6 separate regions of the Mus musculus genome follow, and regions 1, 3, 4, 5 and 6 are each linked to region 2. A link is a contact called in public promoter capture Hi-C data. All regions are on one chromosome and are shown on one strand. The core of a region is the stretch at or near the end of the contact, and the rest is flanking DNA. Distances in the headings are between cores, read along the strand shown. Region 1 holds the start of Ppt1 (palmitoyl-protein thioesterase 1). Region 2 holds the start of Stil (Scl/Tal1 interrupting locus). Region 3 holds the start of Ppie (peptidylprolyl isomerase E (cyclophilin E)). Region 4 holds the start of Smap2 (small ArfGAP 2). Region 5 holds the start of Rragc (Ras-related GTP binding C). Region 6 holds the start of Cap1 (CAP, adenylate cyclase-associated protein 1 (yeast)).

The links. Promoter capture Hi-C pulls out the DNA fragments that hold promoters and counts their contacts.
Region 1: a contact with region 2 is called in a promoter capture Hi-C map of second pharyngeal arch cranial neural crest. The contact joins the promoter of Ppt1 here to the promoter of Stil in region 2. A contact is called at or near these places in 3 of 39 promoter capture datasets (cranial neural crest, maxillary cranial neural crest and second pharyngeal arch cranial neural crest) and 1 of 484 Hi-C or Micro-C datasets (B cells).
Region 3: a contact with region 2 is called in a promoter capture Hi-C map of pre-B cells. The contact joins the promoter of Ppie here to the promoter of Stil in region 2. A contact is called at or near these places in 3 of 39 promoter capture datasets (cranial neural crest, maxillary cranial neural crest and pre-B cells).
Region 4: a contact with region 2 is called in a promoter capture Hi-C map of cranial neural crest. The contact joins the promoter of Smap2 here to the promoter of Stil in region 2. A contact is called at or near these places in 1 of 39 promoter capture datasets (cranial neural crest) and 1 of 484 Hi-C or Micro-C datasets (B cells).
Region 5: a promoter capture Hi-C map of pre-B cells shows a contact between it and region 2. The contact joins the promoter of Rragc here to the promoter of Stil in region 2. A contact is called at or near these places in 1 of 39 promoter capture datasets (pre-B cells) and 1 of 484 Hi-C or Micro-C datasets (B cells).
Region 6: a contact with region 2 is called in a promoter capture Hi-C map of pre-B cells. The contact joins the promoter of Cap1 here to the promoter of Stil in region 2. A contact is called at or near these places in 4 of 39 promoter capture datasets (cranial neural crest, frontonasal cranial neural crest, maxillary cranial neural crest and 1 more).

What each region holds. Positions count from the first base shown.
Region 1 is chr4:122,834,917-122,837,616 of GRCm38.p6, reverse strand. It overlaps Ppt1 (palmitoyl-protein thioesterase 1), which reads right to left and starts at 1,390. Exons shown (of 9, transcript NM_008917.3): 1 at 1,238-1,390. The coding sequence starts at 1,361.
Region 2 is chr4:114,998,724-115,001,423 of GRCm38.p6, reverse strand. It overlaps Stil (Scl/Tal1 interrupting locus), which reads right to left and starts at 1,306. Exons shown (of 17, transcript NM_009185.3): 1 at 1,077-1,306.
Region 3 is chr4:123,138,476-123,141,249 of GRCm38.p6, reverse strand. Ppie (peptidylprolyl isomerase E (cyclophilin E)) reads left to right here and starts at 1,299. Exons shown (of 10, transcript NM_019489.6): 1 at 1,299-1,348; 2 at 2,286-2,384. The coding sequence starts at 1,318.
Region 4 is chr4:121,015,983-121,018,682 of GRCm38.p6, reverse strand. Smap2 (small ArfGAP 2) reads left to right here and starts at 1,436. Exons shown (of 10, transcript NM_133716.3): 1 at 1,436-1,934. The coding sequence starts at 1,832.
Region 5 is chr4:123,916,072-123,918,771 of GRCm38.p6, reverse strand. It overlaps Rragc (Ras-related GTP binding C), which reads right to left and starts at 1,339. Exons shown (of 7, transcript NM_017475.2): 1 at 1,005-1,339. The coding sequence starts at 1,238. It also overlaps D130007C19Rik.
Region 6 is chr4:122,884,751-122,887,450 of GRCm38.p6, reverse strand. Cap1 (CAP, adenylate cyclase-associated protein 1 (yeast)) reads left to right here and starts at 1,375. Exons shown (of 13, transcript NM_001358035.1): 1 at 1,375-1,637.

The DNA.
Region 1 (2,700 bases), core at 141-2,640, 7.8 Mb before region 2:
CTCCGGAGTGCTGGGGAGTTACATTCCTAAACTAGCTCTTTACAGTTGCTAGCTAGCACAAAGGGCTTAGAACAGTTCTTTACAAATGTAAATTCTACCACCTCACAAGTTCCTAGTGAAATTCCAAGTCCTTACACTAATCTTAAAAGCCCCAGCATACTTGTCCACCCTCTTATTCCCTTGCTCCCGCTGCTCCTGCTACACTGCTCTGCATGCTAGTCTGCCAAGCTCAGGGCCTTTGCACCTGCTGCTCCTGTGACCACATGTCCCTATGGCATCTTCCCTCGTCCTCCTTTTTTTCTTCTCTTTTTTCCTTCTTTTATTTTTTTTATTGGATATTTTCTTTATTTACATTTAAATGTTTTCCCCTTTCCAGGTCTCCCCATCGGAACCCCCCTATCCAATCCCCCCTCCCCCTGACTCTATGAGGGTGTTCCCCACCCACCCACTCCTGTCTTCCCTCCCTGGCATTCCCCTACACTGGGGCATCGAACATTCTCAGGTTCAAGGGCCTCTCCTCCTACTGATGTCCAAGTCCATCCTCTGCCACATAGGCAGCTGGAGCCATGGGTCCCTCCATGTGTACTCTTTAGTTGGTGGTCCAATCCCTGGGAGCTCCGGGGGGGTGGGGCGGGAGGGAGGATCTGGCCAGTTGCTCCCTCCATGGTGCTGCATCCTCTTAAGCTCTACTCAGTTGTCACTCTTGGGTGAATCCCGTTTCCTGTTCTAACTTGCTCCGTAGAAGCACAAGCTCACACCTGAGGCTCTATCTTCTGTTTTCACTGCACTCCTGGCCATTTGACAAGTTTCCCGTATTTCCTTATAATACGTTTCCCCCACTGGACAGCAAGTTCCAGAAAGATGAGAATGCTTCATGCTCAGGTATAGCAGGTGCTCTGAGGTAACTGTATAAAGGACATGAAGGCCCCTGGTAGATCTCTATTCAGATGTGAAGGAATGAAAGCCTGAGTGTGCAGTCCAGCTCTGCAGGGGCAGGCTGGACTGACTGTGAGATACTGCAGGCTGATGCTACTGCTGCCAGGATTTTAACAAAGCATAAACCAAGCCGTGCACAATACTCACTGAGCACTCACTAAAGACACCTGGTTGTCGTCCCTTCCGTGCAGAGCAACAAATCCGAAAACCTTGGACTAGGCGGGTGCTGTGGAATCCCTATCGTCTTTCCAGATTTAAGAACCGAGGGGGGAAAAGGATGCCCCCGTCCACGCCCACTCACCCATCCCATGCCAGATCACCAGCGGTGGTGGTGAAGGTGGGTCCAGATGCCCCAGGGCCCAGGCGGCGCAGCACCAAGGCAGCAGAGCGGCAGCTAGCAGCCTCCGCGAACAGGACGACGCCATCTTAGCAATCACATGACCGCGGGGACTGTGGACCAAAGTAATTCCGGTGGCCACGCCCCCTGCCGGGCTCTGCATCCTGACAGAGACGTTTATTCATTGCTTAACACCCACCAGACTCTACTATATAAGGGCTTTCCATCTTTTAATTGATCTTATGCACTGCTCTCATTTTACACCCAAGGACGCCTAGGTGACAATTCCCCCTTCCCCCTACGGAACTTTGCCTTCTCTTTCAGCTGTGTATTAGCAGAAAAGAGCTGTTTATTCGCTAACAATTATGTCATTTGCACGTAATTTTAATTCTATGTGTGGGCGTTTCATATGTGTACGGCTCGCGTTCTACAGCGCATGTGTGGAGGCCAGAGAACCGCTTGCAGGAGCGGTCAGAGGGATTGAACTGAGGTCATCCATCAGGCTTGGCTGCAGGTGCTTTCCCCCTAGGAGACTGTTTTTATTTTAGCACATGTGTGAGAAATTAGGTAAGGTCCTCGGAGGCGGAGGCAGAAAACTCTTCAGCACAGTGCCATAGTACTTATAGCCCTTGGAAGAAAAGGCTCAGTGTCGGGACTGGGGAAGGGAGACTTGATTTTCATCCAGGGCAAGTTATATCATGGTGAGGTTTGGTTTGGATCGTAAAGCTAAGATGGGGTTTCAAAAGCTAAAGATGTAATTAGGGAGGAGGAAGTTTGGACTCCTGAAGAGGGAAAAAAGTATCTTATTAAAGATGTAATAAGACTTCCAGGCTGTCATGGACTCTCAGGTATTTCATGTACTAGGAAGATGGGAAACATAGCTACGTCCTATCCAAGCTCCACTCTGGTTTATTATAGCCCAGAGGCTCCTGTCTATGCTCCCACATCTTTTCTAGATTCCCTCAGTGCAGCCTCGGCACCTCAATGACAGTGTCAAACATTTTTTCCCCTAAAAAAGCATTAAAAATGTTTAAAGGAATCTGTTAAATAGGGTGTATTCACGGTACAGTGGGACTCTCTGACACCGGCTTTATAAAGGATGAAGTAGTCTTGTAGAGAGCGACATATGAAAAATCTAGAAGAATAACCGGTTGTGCACCCACATGAAACCCTTCTGTACCACCCCACTGAAACCAGCAGTTACTTAGTAATTGGAAAGCCAATTAAAATACAGGATTAGGATGCATTATACAGTGCACAGTCTGATAAGCGTTGGGCCAGCTAGATTGTTCAGCTGGATAAAACAATGGCCACTAAGCCATTCCTGATCCTTTCCTCTTGAGAACTATGATAGCTTGAGGTTAAAAAAAACAAGTTGTGCAAGCTGTCTTCTGAGCTCTATACACCGACAGTCACATGTCCCCATA
Region 2 (2,700 bases), core at 57-2,556:
TCTACTGGATATAACCTTTAAGGATCAATTAAAACTTATCCCAGAGATATGAAACTTCTTGAAATACAGGCTTGTTTTTCTTGTTTGTTTGTTTGCTTGTTTTAAAAGAAGCCTTTCTTTAGCAGTTGACTGCCATGGTATCAGTAATCACACTGATAACTCTACCCCCACAAAGTATAAGTTTTCCTCACCAACAGGAATGACTTAAGTGCCTGTCTCTCCTTTCATGCATTAGGTCTTTCTCATCTGAAAGCCACCAAATGAGATTTGATAACTAGCTCATCTTGATAGTATTACTTATAAAGCTAATGGAGCCAAAGCTGTACAAACCTGTACCTAACAAAAATAGTCTGCTCAGGGAATGTCTTCATTGTGCAGCAAATGAGGACCATCAAGTCACCCTCACCTCTTCTCCCTCTTACCCATAGAAAGTTCTTTCTGGCCTCCCACCTTAGCTGTCCTCCTCAGCCCAGCCAGATTTACTGACAAGTCCCTCCAGTGCAGACACAAATGGGTTTATGTACAAGTTTTTCCCCTGACTAGAAAGTCAATAGCTTTTCTTCATATATAAAATAAAAACCCTTCATATTAAGGTCCTACCCAATTACTGCAACCATAACCCCGGTCACTCATCCTCCAGTCCTAACTCGACTATCAGCAGTCGATAGGACTACACAGGCTGTCCTCCCCTTCCTTTGGAATTTCCTACTAAATCCTATCATCCAACCCCCAACACGAATGTGCAATCTCTCAGGGTGACATCACTGTCTTTGTGTTCAGACACTGTACGTCCACGCCTCACTTTTGACATAGGTCTACTTCCTGTAGACCACGGACTATAAACACGTAATAGATTCCTTACACAGTCTGGGTCAGATAGAAAGAATGCAAAAAAGCAAGGATCAGGGTTTCAGTCTCCAAGAAATTTCTACAGTGAAGTCAATCTGAGGCACGTCACAATGTAAACTTCTTTCCCATTTTTTAGCAGTGAGGTCCGCCTTCTTTCTCCCCTGGCGGCCCTGTGGTCATCGGTTCCACCGCGCTAACTCCGACCTTACAGGCCGCTTGTTACTCACCGTGCTTCCCGGGCCCGTAGGGCGCCTCGGGGAATCAGGAGCTCAAAGATCCACCGTCGCTGTTGTCACGGCCGCCGCCAAGCTAGGGTTTGGTTGTTGGGCCCGTTTGTTGGGCACGCAGAGTCAGGATCCAGGTAGCGTCTCAGATGACTGCGGCCCCGCCTCTGGGACGTTGGGGTCGCGGGAACCGAGGCGGCAAGCGCTCGCTGGAGGGAACCAAAGGGCGCGCCGCGCCTGCTGATTGGCCAGAAGCCCGGCCAGTCCCGCTGCAGGGGCGGTACCACGGTCGTCACGCAACGTCTCAACTGCAGACTGCTGTGACGACCAATCGGAGCCCAGCCTGGGATTAGCGCTCGCCCTATCCCAAGGTTCTTTAAAGAACCGAGGGCGCCATCGCAGCTCTGTGTCACTACTCAGAGGATTTAAACCTTCATTTGGTCAACGGTTAAGTTCCGGTTTGGCTGGCATTGGCCAAACGCATGCGCAGTTAAAAAAAGAAATCCCGGCTGGTTTGCTGGAAGTGCTTCCTGCACAGATTGTGGTCTGACTGCTGGGATCCACTTAGCCAAGCTTGGTTCTCCCCTGTAATTCCTGCGCTCTTCCGAGGCAGGTGCTGAGACAGGAGGCTCGCCACGAGTTAGAGACAAGCTGGAATTATTTAGAGACCCTGTCTCAAAAGACTAGAGTCGAGTGTGGTGGTGCGCCGCCTTAGTCCCAGCTTTGAAGAGGTGGGTGGAGGCAGAGAGGTCTTCTAAGCTACGAAGCAAATCAAAGACCAACTTGGTCTGCATGAGACCCTGTCTCAGGAGAAAAAAAGTTTTCAAGCCCTTAGATGATCAGAGATAGAGGAGGTTAAATTTGCTTTAAGTTGTTTCTAAAATATGATCGATCTTACCAATTTTGGGAAATTCCTTCTCGTTGAACAGAAAATACTGGTGGCTATTTATACTTATTTCCAGTGCTGATATTGGGGACAGTTGTGGTGTGTGATTTATGTGTGCGTGCTGCCAGAGGTCCATGTTGGAGATCTTTGAGATGATCAGGCATTCGTTGTAATTAAAACAAAACAAGAAAAGACTTAAATTAAAAAGGAAGCACGTCTATAGTGTTAGGGGAAGGTAGCAAACGTGTTCTTAGGATTAGTTCATGTTACATTAAACTTTGTGTATTTTTTAAAAGGCAGGTAAAAATCTAAATACATAAAAGACTTTAAATTAATAATGTATCAATGTTGGGTTAATAGAAACAAATGTACATACTTATATAAGATGTTAAAAAAAAAAAGAGGAAAGTGCGTGGGAGGTGTGCTTCATTTATTTTCTGTATATCTGAGACTGTTCTGGGAGGCTAGTATGCAGCTAAGTAGTAGTGTAGGACCCCAGCATGTGCAGGGTCCTGGGTTGAGTGACTAGCACCACACACTAAGTAAATACTTTTAACAGGTAAAATCTGGGGCTGTAGAGATAGCTCAGTGGTTAAGAGCACTTGCTGATCTTGCAGATCATCTTGGTTGCCGGCATCCTGGTTAGATAGATCACAGTTGTCTTCTGGCCTCCTTGGGCACACCCATCCCTGGCTGCCACACATGCATAGCCCATAAATAAATCTTAAAAGGTTATGAAAC
Region 3 (2,774 bases), core at 50-2,549, 8.1 Mb before region 2:
ATTAGGGTAGGCCAAGGGGGGATTTGACTGTTGTAGTGGCTATTTCTGGTTGTCAACTTGACTATATCTGGAATGAACTACAATCCAGAATTGGAAGGCTCATCAGTGACCCTAATCTGGAGGCTGAGAGATAGAAGTTTCTGACCTGGATCTCAGTATGGAGATCTTGAGGCATAGTGGCTATGGATTTCAGAAGATTAAGACAGGGAGATCAAAGATTAAGATTAAATTCCTTTACTATATAGAGACTACCCACAGTTCTGTGACTCTAGAGAACCCTGACTAATACAATTGTTGAACTTTAATACTTTGATAGCTGGACCTTGGTGATCATCCTCAGGAGGAGGCCAAATAAGGGAATAGACCTTATTTGGCCTACGGCTAGCTTTAGGAATATAACCCTGTTTGTTTGTTTGTTTATTAGCAAGGCAGAGGGAATGGGGAGAAGGACAAGGCCTGCCACACCTGTGCTTACCAAGCTTGGGCCTGCTAGAGCCCTTTAACAATACAGCAAAGCTTCCTGTGGTGGTATATGCTTTTAGTCCCAACCCTCAGGAAGAGATCTCTGTAAGTTCAAGGTCAGCCTGGTTTACATAGTGAATTCCAAGATATTCAGGACTACATAGGAAGATCCAGTCTCAAAATAAATACATAAAATAAAACTTGTTAAATTTCTATTTGAGGTAGGTTGGTGGTATTCAATTGGGATTTCAGCACTGGGGAGGCTGAGATCTGGAAGGCATAGTGGGATACTCTAACAAGCAAACAAATGTGATCCTACTGTTTTGTACTGCTATTGAGAACCTATAAATTTAAATATTACGTTAGAACAAGAGTATAGCAAACACTTTGCCCAAAGGGCCAGATGGTAAAATATCAATGGCCGTGGGAGGAACAGGTCTCTTCCCTTTGTAACATGAAAGCAGCCAGACAATAGAAAAGGAACGGATGTGGCTATACTCTAACAATTAAACTTCGTGATATTGAAATTTTAATTTCATATAATTTTCATCTCTCAAGAAATATTGTCGATCCTTCGCCTCACCCCGGTTCAAAGTGTAAAAACCGTTCTTGGCTCCCGAATTGGCCAAAAACAGCTGCCTGGACAGCCCGGACCATAGTGTGTTGGTAATGGTTCAATTGCCGTTAATATCTAGGTTGATCAGACCAAGGTTTGTTTCCTTCCAGCTCTGGGAGCTACAGCCAAGAAGGGGCGGAGCCTGCAGCCGCACAAAGACCCGCCCCGACCTAAGGGGAGGGGCGACGGCGAGGGGGCCGGCCGAGTGCCGGCTTCCGGCGGAAACGGGCGCGAGCAAGATGGCCACCACCAAGCGTGTGCTGTACGTGGGTGAGCAGGCGCGGGAGCTAGACTTAGTCTGAGCAATGTGGGAAAGGGGGAAAGCAGCCGGGGTCTATGGAGGGCTTGCTGGGCCTGAGGGTGTGAGCCCGAGATGGAAGGACAATTCCGGCGACCTTCCTAGTCCACTAAGCGCACAGGAACCCCGACGAGTGACAAGAATTTTGGGCTTCCAAATCCCTCCCGCCCATTCGTTTTACAAACATTCAGTGCGGAATGGCTGGATCTCTGCCCTAAAGGAGGAGTTACCAGACTATCTAGGAGAAAGTGGGAAATAACCTACACACCCTAGCGTTGTAATAGGGACTAACAATGATGACAGGAACTTGGGTGAGGGCAAACTTTCTGTTGCCGGGACGCAGAAGTTGAGCAGGAGTTGGGCAAAGAGTCAGAGTAGAGGCAAAGCTGTTCGCTGCACCGGAGCCGAAGCTCAAAGGCGTAAAAGAGCCTGGCGCCTAGGGGCAGCTGGGTCATTTTTCGAGAAACTCAGGGAAATTGGGGAAAACAAAATGGAAGATACAAGAGAGATCGGCGAGAGTCGGATGATAACCCTGTGTACACTACCAAGGAGCTCTCACTTTATCTTGAGGACAGTGACATTTAAGACTTTGAAGTCTAAGAGAACCGATGGATTCATTTCCACTTATATTTGGTTGGGGGGGGGCGGTTGGAGGAAGGAATTGAGGCAGAGAGGTCAGTTACAAAGCTTTCACAAGAGTTGGAGATCGAATCAGAACTGTTTAAAAGGAGATTGAAGAAAGGAAAGTAGTGTGGGTAGGCTGTAGAGAGAGATGTTTGTGTAGACAAAGGACTGGATGGAAAGATCCCTCCCTTTGCCTGTCATACCAGTGACAGGCAAAGTCCCTGGTGTGCAGGGACCTCTGAGTGTGTAGGACAGCGGCTCAGAAGGTCCTTGGCTCATTTGCAGGCGGGCTGGCAGAAGAGGTGGACGACAAGGTTCTTCATGCTGCATTTATCCCCTTTGGAGACATCACAGATATTCAAATTCCTCTGGACTATGAAACAGGTGGGTCATTTGAGTGTCTTTAACGCTCATTACCCTCCGATAGGGAAAGAATTAAAGTCACATTCCAGTTCTAAATTTACATTCTTAAGTTCTAGTAGAATTCTTGCCCACCATATGAGGCTTTGGTTTCAGTTCCCAGCACTAATCACACAGAGACACACACAGAGGGGCAGAGACACACACAGAGACACACACAGAGGGGCAGAGGGGCAGAGACACACACAGAGACACACACAGAGAGGCAGAGGGGCAGAGACACACACAGAGACACACACAGAGAGGCAGAGGGGCAGAGACACACACAGAGAGGCAGAGGGGCAGAGAGGAGAGAGACAGGGTGGGAATAGCAAGATCTTTAAACTCTGAGTCTGGGGAATCTCCCCACCCCCT
Region 4 (2,700 bases), core at 187-2,686, 6.0 Mb before region 2:
TAATGTAACAAATATTTTAATTTCCCTTTATAATATATAAATATTATATATTACAATATATAATAAATAAATATATAATATAAACATTTTGAGGGGAGCCTGGTCTTGGGAGAAAGTAGAGATGAACAAGACTGCTGTCTTAGAGGCAAATAAACACTTTGTCTTGCTGGCCTCCCTGGTCTATTACTCTAGCCTTCAGAAGAATCCCTTAAGAGCAAATATCAGGAAGTAGCGTTCTCTTCCCCTTTAGCACATCCTGTTTTTTCTCAGTCTCTTTTAAGAATTTGATGAGTGAAGGGACGGAATGCATACACAGGAAGATGGCCGTGGGTTCAAGACACTATTTGTAACAAGAGAGGCTTTGGAAAATAATACCTAATAACCATTTTTAAGTAGCTGCTTATTCCATGTTACCCTATAACTGGCTCTCCCCCAAACAACCTGAGAGATGGCTCAGCAGGTGAGAGAGTTTGGTAATCTCTCATAGGACCCTGGTTCCTTCCCCAACACCCACATCACACACCCTCATCCATCAGCTGAAACTCCAGCTTCAGGTACTGCAATGCCCTCTTCTGGCCTCCTTGGACACCTACACACACACACACACACACACACACACACACACACACGCACGCACGCACGCACGCACGCACGCACGCACACGCACACGCACACGTACGCACTCACACACGCACGCATGCACACACACGCAAGTAAAGGAGGCTAGGTATGGTGGCACATACCTTTAATCCCAGCACTTTGGAGGCAGTTCTCTGTTAGTTCGAGGCTATCCTAATCTACAATATAAAGTTCCAGGCCACCAAGGGCTACTTAGGAAGAACCTGTTCAAAAAAAAATTTTTTTTAAAGGAAAGAAAAGTTCTGCCTAGACACTAGTCAGAGCGATGCTCAAAAAGGGCAGTAGTCACAGAGAAGACTAATGTATATCAGCGGCAGGAGGCATTCCAAGTTAGAAGTGATCACGAGGGAGGGTGTAATGTCTCTTTAACTCGGGTCAGAGGGTGAGTCCTTTTGTCTCTTGAAGGAAAGACTAACCTAAAGGAGTCTGGGATAGCCACAACCCTTGTATTATATAAGGATAATAAACACACATCTTATAAAGGTTGCTGTGAAGAGCATACTGTGATAATTGATAGAAAGCGCTTAGAGCAGTACATGGCACACAGTATGAGCTCTGTAAATGTTGGTCGTTCCCTTCACTTTATTCTCTTCACTCTCCTCCCTCTCCACCCGGCTTCATTCATTCTTTTCCAAGGGCACGCAGGGGGCGTGTCCTCCCTCCCGCCGCTTCCACCTAAGCCCCGCCCCCGGCTCTTCCCGGATTGGTTCCTAGGAGGCGGAGCCAAGGGGAGAGCCCAGTGCAGCGCGGTGGGCGGGGCGCATGCGCGGGTTGGGCTGGGTGGAGGAGGAGAGGAAGAGCTGCCGGAAGTAGGCGGTGGAGGTGGCGGCTGAGCTGGTCGCAGCTGCCAGGGAAACCGAGGCGGGAAGCACAGCGGGCAGACCCTCAACACTCGGGGTCAAGTGTGCGTCCCGCACGCCTGAAGCCGGGAGCTCGCTCCACCTAGGCCACTTCTGGGGTCCCGCAGCCTCCGCGAGTCCCTGCCTTGCCCGAAGCCCGCCAGGGGGCGCCGCGCTGAGGGGCTGAGGGGCTGCGGGGCGGGGGCGCTGACGGCTCTGACCCCGGGGCTGCTCCGGGCCGGGCGAGAGGACCGCCTGGGCGGGGACCCCAAGGCCTCAGCCCCGGACAGAGGCAGGGGTTCTTGGGGGGTGCAGGGGGCGCGTCGCCCTCTGCCCCCGCCGGCACCCTGGCCATGACAGGCAAGTCGGTGAAGGACGTGGATCGGTACCAGGCGGTCCTGGCCAACCTGCTGCTGGAGGAAGATAACAAGTTCTGTGCTGACTGCCAGTCCAAAGGTAACGCATCCGGGGCGCCGGCGGGGGGCCAGCTGCGGGGCGGCGGCGTGGCGATGAGCTGCGATGGCCTGAGTGGGGAGGGGGTTCTGGAGCTCAGGGCGAGTCCTCTTCGTATGACCACGCGAGCCACCCTCGCTCATGAGCTTGCTGGGTTTCCTCGGGCTTGGGACTTGGGGTTTGGTGTGGGCGAGTGTGTGTGTGTGTGTGTGTGTGTGTGTGTGTGTGTGTGTCAGCGAAGTGGGGATGATATAGTGGGGGGTGGGGTTGCCCGGTGTGTTCAGGTGAGACTGTCTATGTTGCAGACTCTGAATGGCTTCTGGGCTCGCTGTCATGCAGAGCTGGCAGCCTTTTACTTGGCAAAGCTGTGGGTGAGCTGCAGTGTGGTGGGGGTGGCGGTGGGGGTGACGAGGAGGAAGGTGAGATGACTAAGAGAAAAACTGTCGAAATGATATTTAAAGGTGGCATTCCTTGCTGTCTGCTATGTCGTTAGCAGCTCCTGTCATTTTACCACCTTGTTGAGCTCAGACCGAGTGCTTAGGTGGCTTTCTTCACCCAGGTCGTGTGCACTGAGAAACAGCTACCTTATGCAGTGACACAGTGCGGATTTCTAGGTAGTCTAGCCTGGGTTGTGGAGGCCTCATGCGTGTGTGGTGAGCGAAACTAGCAGACCTGGACTGTAGTGCAGGACCCGTTCAAGCAGGGAGAAAAGGAAGCAAGGAATTCCCCCAATTCGTTATTTCCCTGGTGATTACACCTTTAGAGAGGA
Region 5 (2,700 bases), core at 90-2,589, 8.9 Mb before region 2:
ATAGGTTTCAAGTGGTAGTTACTTAGCATAAGCACTCCCCCCAAAGGTCTAACTTTGACACAGACGTGAGAAAATAAAACAGTTGTCCAGCAAGTGCAGGGGCGGAAGATGTGGGGGTAGGCAGCGATGTTGCTTTTTAAAAACACCACCCCTACAAAATACCAGAGATTTCTGTTTGGACAGACCTTTGTGTCAGAGTGGAAATGGGGAAAGCATGGTTGTCTGTGACCGTAGTTTTACCAGAAGTTCGCTCTGTTTGTAATGGGAATGGCTGATTGAAAGAAATCAACCCTGCCTCTATTTCCCTAAAAATACAAAGCCTTAGGCATTCATTCTATTCGTTCACGACGGACCCAAGTGAAAACAAATGCACTGATGTCTGTCCGCCTGCAAAACCGTCTCCAAAGATCGCTGTGACCAGCTACTGGGGACTGTCACCTGTAACTGCAACCACAGGGCTACAAGTTCTAAATAAAGTAGGTGTAGCGATAGAGTCCCCCCCCCCGCCCCCCCCCCCAAAAAATGTTTTTACAGAAGTCTCCAACAGACTGACAACAAACACTGAGATGCCCAGTGTCTTCGCCACAACACTTTCAGGCGCCGCTACGGTCCAGAGGCTGGGAGGAGATCCCTGAAAACTCCTGTCACCTAAGTGAGATGCGGCGGGACAGCACGCTCACCAAGTTCTCCGCGTGAGAACCGGGGACGACGGGTCGGTTTCGTCAACGCCACAAGGGCAGCGACCAGAAGGGAGGAGTTCTAGGGCGGTGACCGGCACCTGCCTCCTCCCTCCAGCCAGCGTCGCCTCCTGGCCCCCCTCGACCCTCGGAGGCCCAGGTCGGGGACCCTGGGCGAACCGCGCCCAGGCTCTGCGCTCGCAGGTGTGGACAGTGCCCGGGGACGCAGCGCCAGGCCTCCACCCTCTCAGGCCTCCTGGGCACCCGCCACCTGAGCGCCGTGGGCCGGGCAAAACCAAGGGCAGGCGGCGGCTGCGGGGCGCTCACCTTCTGGATGGAGGATTTGCCGCTGCGCCGGAGCCCCATAAGCAGGATCCTCGGCTTGGAGCTGTCAGCGCCGCCCGGGCCGCAGCCGCCGCCGGCCCCCGCGCCTCCGCCGCCACCCGCCGCTGCCTCCTCTTCCTCCTCCTCCACGCCGTAGCCGAAGTCCTTGGGGAACGAGTCGGCTGCGCCGTAACTGCCGGCCAGGGGCGTCTCCTCCGCCCCGTACTGCAGGGACATGGTGCTGGACCACCACCGCCCGCGCCCTGACAGGCCAGGCCAGGTTAGGCCGCCGCCTCCCCAGGCCGCCGCTGTTGCCGCCGCCCCCGGCAGTAGCCGCCGCAGGGCCCGCCCATAAGCCCAGCTCCGATTGGGCCGCCGCCAAGCTTCGGTTTATTATTGGCTGGGCGGGCTGCCACTCTGGGACAACAGGGTAAGTGGTACTATCACGTGCCCGGAATCACCTGACTAGCAGCGGCAGAAGGGGGGGAGGCGTCACGAGGAGTTCGGCCTGGCCGCGCCTCTCGTCGGCCTCCGGGCCTTCGCCCTGGGGGCACAGCCCGCAACGCACCTCGGCCTTCCATGCGCGCGCTGGGCTGCTCCCCGCTCCCCGCCTTCTTCCGGGCTCCGAGAGCAACGCAGGGAAGCTTCTAGGCGTCTGGGTAAGAATTCTTTGTGCCCCCCTCCCTTGTTGCAGCTGCCCTGCCAGTATTTAGTGATGCTTGTCAGGTCCTGGGTACCAGGAAGGCACTGGAAACTGAATTGCCCCTCCATGCCCTCAAGTTGCTTGAAGCTGAACAGAGATTGGACTTCTGTGTAAGTTGACTCAGTACAGATTTTATGGGAAAAGGCCATGAGGATAGATGAATTGCTCTGGAATTGGGTGAGTCCACCGGAGGTCGTGTGTGAGCCAGTCCAGACCTATAGATTCGGCACGTGCGAAAGGCAATTAGGAATCTCAGTGATAACTTGCCTATGCTGGTACCTGGAACCCGATAAGGAAAACAGATACGAGCATGCTAAAACATCTTCTAATTCCGTAAGCAGATCGCTGATAGGATACTGCTGCCCTTATATTCTACCGACTCCATCTTCACGCCCACCTAGTGCCCCTCCAGTAACCCATCCAGCAACTGAGTACTTGACTTCTTTGTGATTAGAGACTAGAGGAATTAGGGCTAATGAAGGCAAATGATTACTGCCAAAGTATGTTTCAGAAAGTTGTAAATGTCTCGGACTCCCAGAAGTGGAAATTTGACAACCCTTAAAATACAGCCGTGTACACTCAAAAGGAGTTGGGGTAGGGATAGGGCTTCTGGTTTTACAAAGTGACTGTTGTTTGCAGGGCTAAGGATGAAATTCGGGGTCTTTTGCGCATGCTAGGGAAAATTCTACCACATAGTCTCATCTCCTACTCAGACAGACTGATCTGACTGTAGAGAGAAAAGTAAGCTCTAGTAGGCCGTCACAACCTCACCTAAAAAATATCAACTCCACAGTACCTAATAGACAGGCAGAATGCACTTAAATATGCGTGTGTCTCTCAGTATCAATGGGAGAATGCTTTCAGGACACCCTTAATCCGATTAACCGACTGGAAGACGGTCAGATTCCTAGTATAGGCTATTTACATGTGAACCTATGCACACTCCATGTACTTTATATTATCTCTGCATTAATTATAATAACCAGTACAATGAAA
Region 6 (2,700 bases), core at 126-2,625, 7.9 Mb before region 2:
ACATATTATAAACGGATGATTTTTGTGCCATAATTTGGTATGTTGTCATTTCTGTTTTAAACAAACTGGGAGTCATAAACTGGGGGAGGCCAGTAAATTGTCCAAAGCACCTTGATCAAAGTCGGGACGCTAGTAAAGGGCTCGGAGTCAGGAATGGAACAACTTACGTCTACAACCAGAGGCACCCAATGCCTCAAATGTTCCCAGATCTATCTATCACTGGGGATGATTAAATTCATTGGTTCTAAGACAGTCAAATGCGTGCTCTGTTTAAAGTTTCAACATCTACTTTGTGACCTTGGCAAGTTATTCAGCTTCCTCATTTGAAGCTCCGAGGATGTAATGGTACCTACCGCAGAGAGTTGCTATTAGGATTAAATGAAAATGGTTTGAGCGCTCAGCACAAGCCTGGCATGTAGTCAGCGCACAGTAAATGGTAGCTATTATTACATGAACTGTATTTGTTGAATGATTGACTCTGGCATATAACACCTGCATTCAACTTGAACGCGGAGTTGTCAGTCATCCAGTCGAAGGGGTAGGAACCATAGCACAGCACTCGCCAATTTTTTTTCTAGAAATAAATCTTTGTGGGAGGATAATGACCGGTTGGAAAGTGTTAAGTCCGGAGGAAACAAAGACGCGATCCCCCGTCTAAGAAGCAGGGAGGCGAAGACTGCCCTGCAGGCTGCAGTTACAGCTCTGAATCGCACACGGGCTCATTAGCAGCCAGCTGGGCATACATAGCTTGGGGCGATGAAGCCTCAAAAGCAAGATTTTTAAGGAATGGGACAAGATCTCCTTTAATTTTGCTCATTTCATTTCAGGGACCACACCCTACAGGGTGGGAGGAAGAACTCCGAAGCCTGAGGCGGAAGCTTAAGCACAGCCACGGACCTGACCATCTATGGTCACAAAACGCACAGAGCAAACAGGAAGTGGGGCGCGAGTGGAAGATTTTCTCCACCTTCCCAGCCCTAGCCTCGGAATCGAGCGAGGGCGAGCATGCCCAGACGCTCAAAGCCTACTCTATTAGCCTCCGCGACCGAGTCCATTGCTTTTCTGTACTACAGACAGGGAAACCAAGGCTTGCACGCCCAGCCAGGGGCGAAATTTGGTCCCGGTCCCCCCAACCACCAGACACTGGGTCTCAGAGCCTTCTAGCCCCACTGTTGTTCCCTGAACCTCTTCCGGACTGAGGCTAAAAACGTAACGACCTCAGTCTCCGAGCACAAATTGACAAAACAAGCAGCCACTCAGCTGTCTTCCTTTGAGGAGGTGGGGCTTGGTTAGGAACTCCAGCTCCTTATTGGTCTGGGCCTCGGGGCGTGACCAACCGTGGACACGCCCCTTCCCCGAGTTTTCCTCCCCCACCTCCCTTGGAGGCGGAGCCCTTTTCCAAACGCTCCTAAGCCAGATTCTCTCTCCGGTGGCGGGGAATGAGGGCGGAGTCACGAGCGGAGCGGCCAAACTTCTTCCTCTCCCCCGGGCTAGCGTTACAGCCAGTGGTTCATTTCCGGTGGGGGTGCCGCGCCCAGTGAGGGCCCGGAAGTGGGTCGCGCGAAGACCGCTGGGCGGTTCTTGCCGGAAGTGGAGAGCGGCTGATCGCAGTCCGGAGGTGAGGCGGAACTCTTAAGGTGAGGGTTGGTGGTTGGATAAGGATTGGGATGGTCTTTGGGGCCCACCGGGTCCTGGCCGTTAGTAAAGGCTGTGCTAGCCTACGCGCGTTTGAGGAGTCTTGCTGAAAGGCCGGGGTTTGGGCCCTTCGGCCATCCCGGGCTCCTGGGTGCGGTCTCTTGAGGTGGGGCTGGGGTACCAGATTGAACCAGGAGGTCTTGGGGAAGCCACTTTCTCCTTGATTTCGCAGCTCTGCCTATCAGCCTCCGCGGAGGCCTGATTCCTAAAGGCATCCTAACCAACTGAATGGACCCTGGGAGACCTTAGAATTTCCTCCTGACCGGGTCTTGTTCCCATTACTCGGATGGGTAACTTGATCTCGGAGAAGAAAAGAATCTGGTTTTAGAGAGAGGTTTCCAGTCCTAGATCCTTCCTTTCCTTGGAACCTCTCTAACTTTCGATCTGGGCAGCTGCAGGTTAAAGGCTATCTGGTAGTAGAACTAAAAAAAAAAAAAAAGTTAAAAATTTGGAATGCCTGTTAAATTTAAGGTAGGCTAGTAAGCCCTGCGTTTACGTTCAGTGAGCTCCCCTTACTCTTAGACTGCCACTGTTCACTCGCAATCCAAGCTAACTTTATGGGAGGTGCTGTCCACTTCTGGATCTGAAGTCAGATGATTCAGGTTGGGTCTGGCACAGTTGCCAAGTGCCTGTGGTCGTAGGATCGCTGTGTTTATTCTGTGTTGGCAACATGGAAAATGTCATCGAATACAGCTTTGAAAAGTCTAGTCATTGCCCCCATCGAGTTAGCAGTGAAAGACAGTTAAGAAATAGTTACAAATGTGGTGAGGGTGCTGTGGAAGGACGCAGCAAGGGAGTCAGAAGCGTTTTGAAAGATCAAGAGGGTGTGTGTGTGTGTGTGTGTGTGTGTGTGTGTGAGAGAGAGAGAGAGAGAGAGAGAGAGAGAGAGAGAGAATATATTAGATAGAGGTTAGTTAGTATCAGAACTGTCAGCTGTAGCTCTTTGTACTGCTTTCCCTTGAAGTGAAAATCCAGGGTTAGAACAGCACGTTCATCATCTGCCAA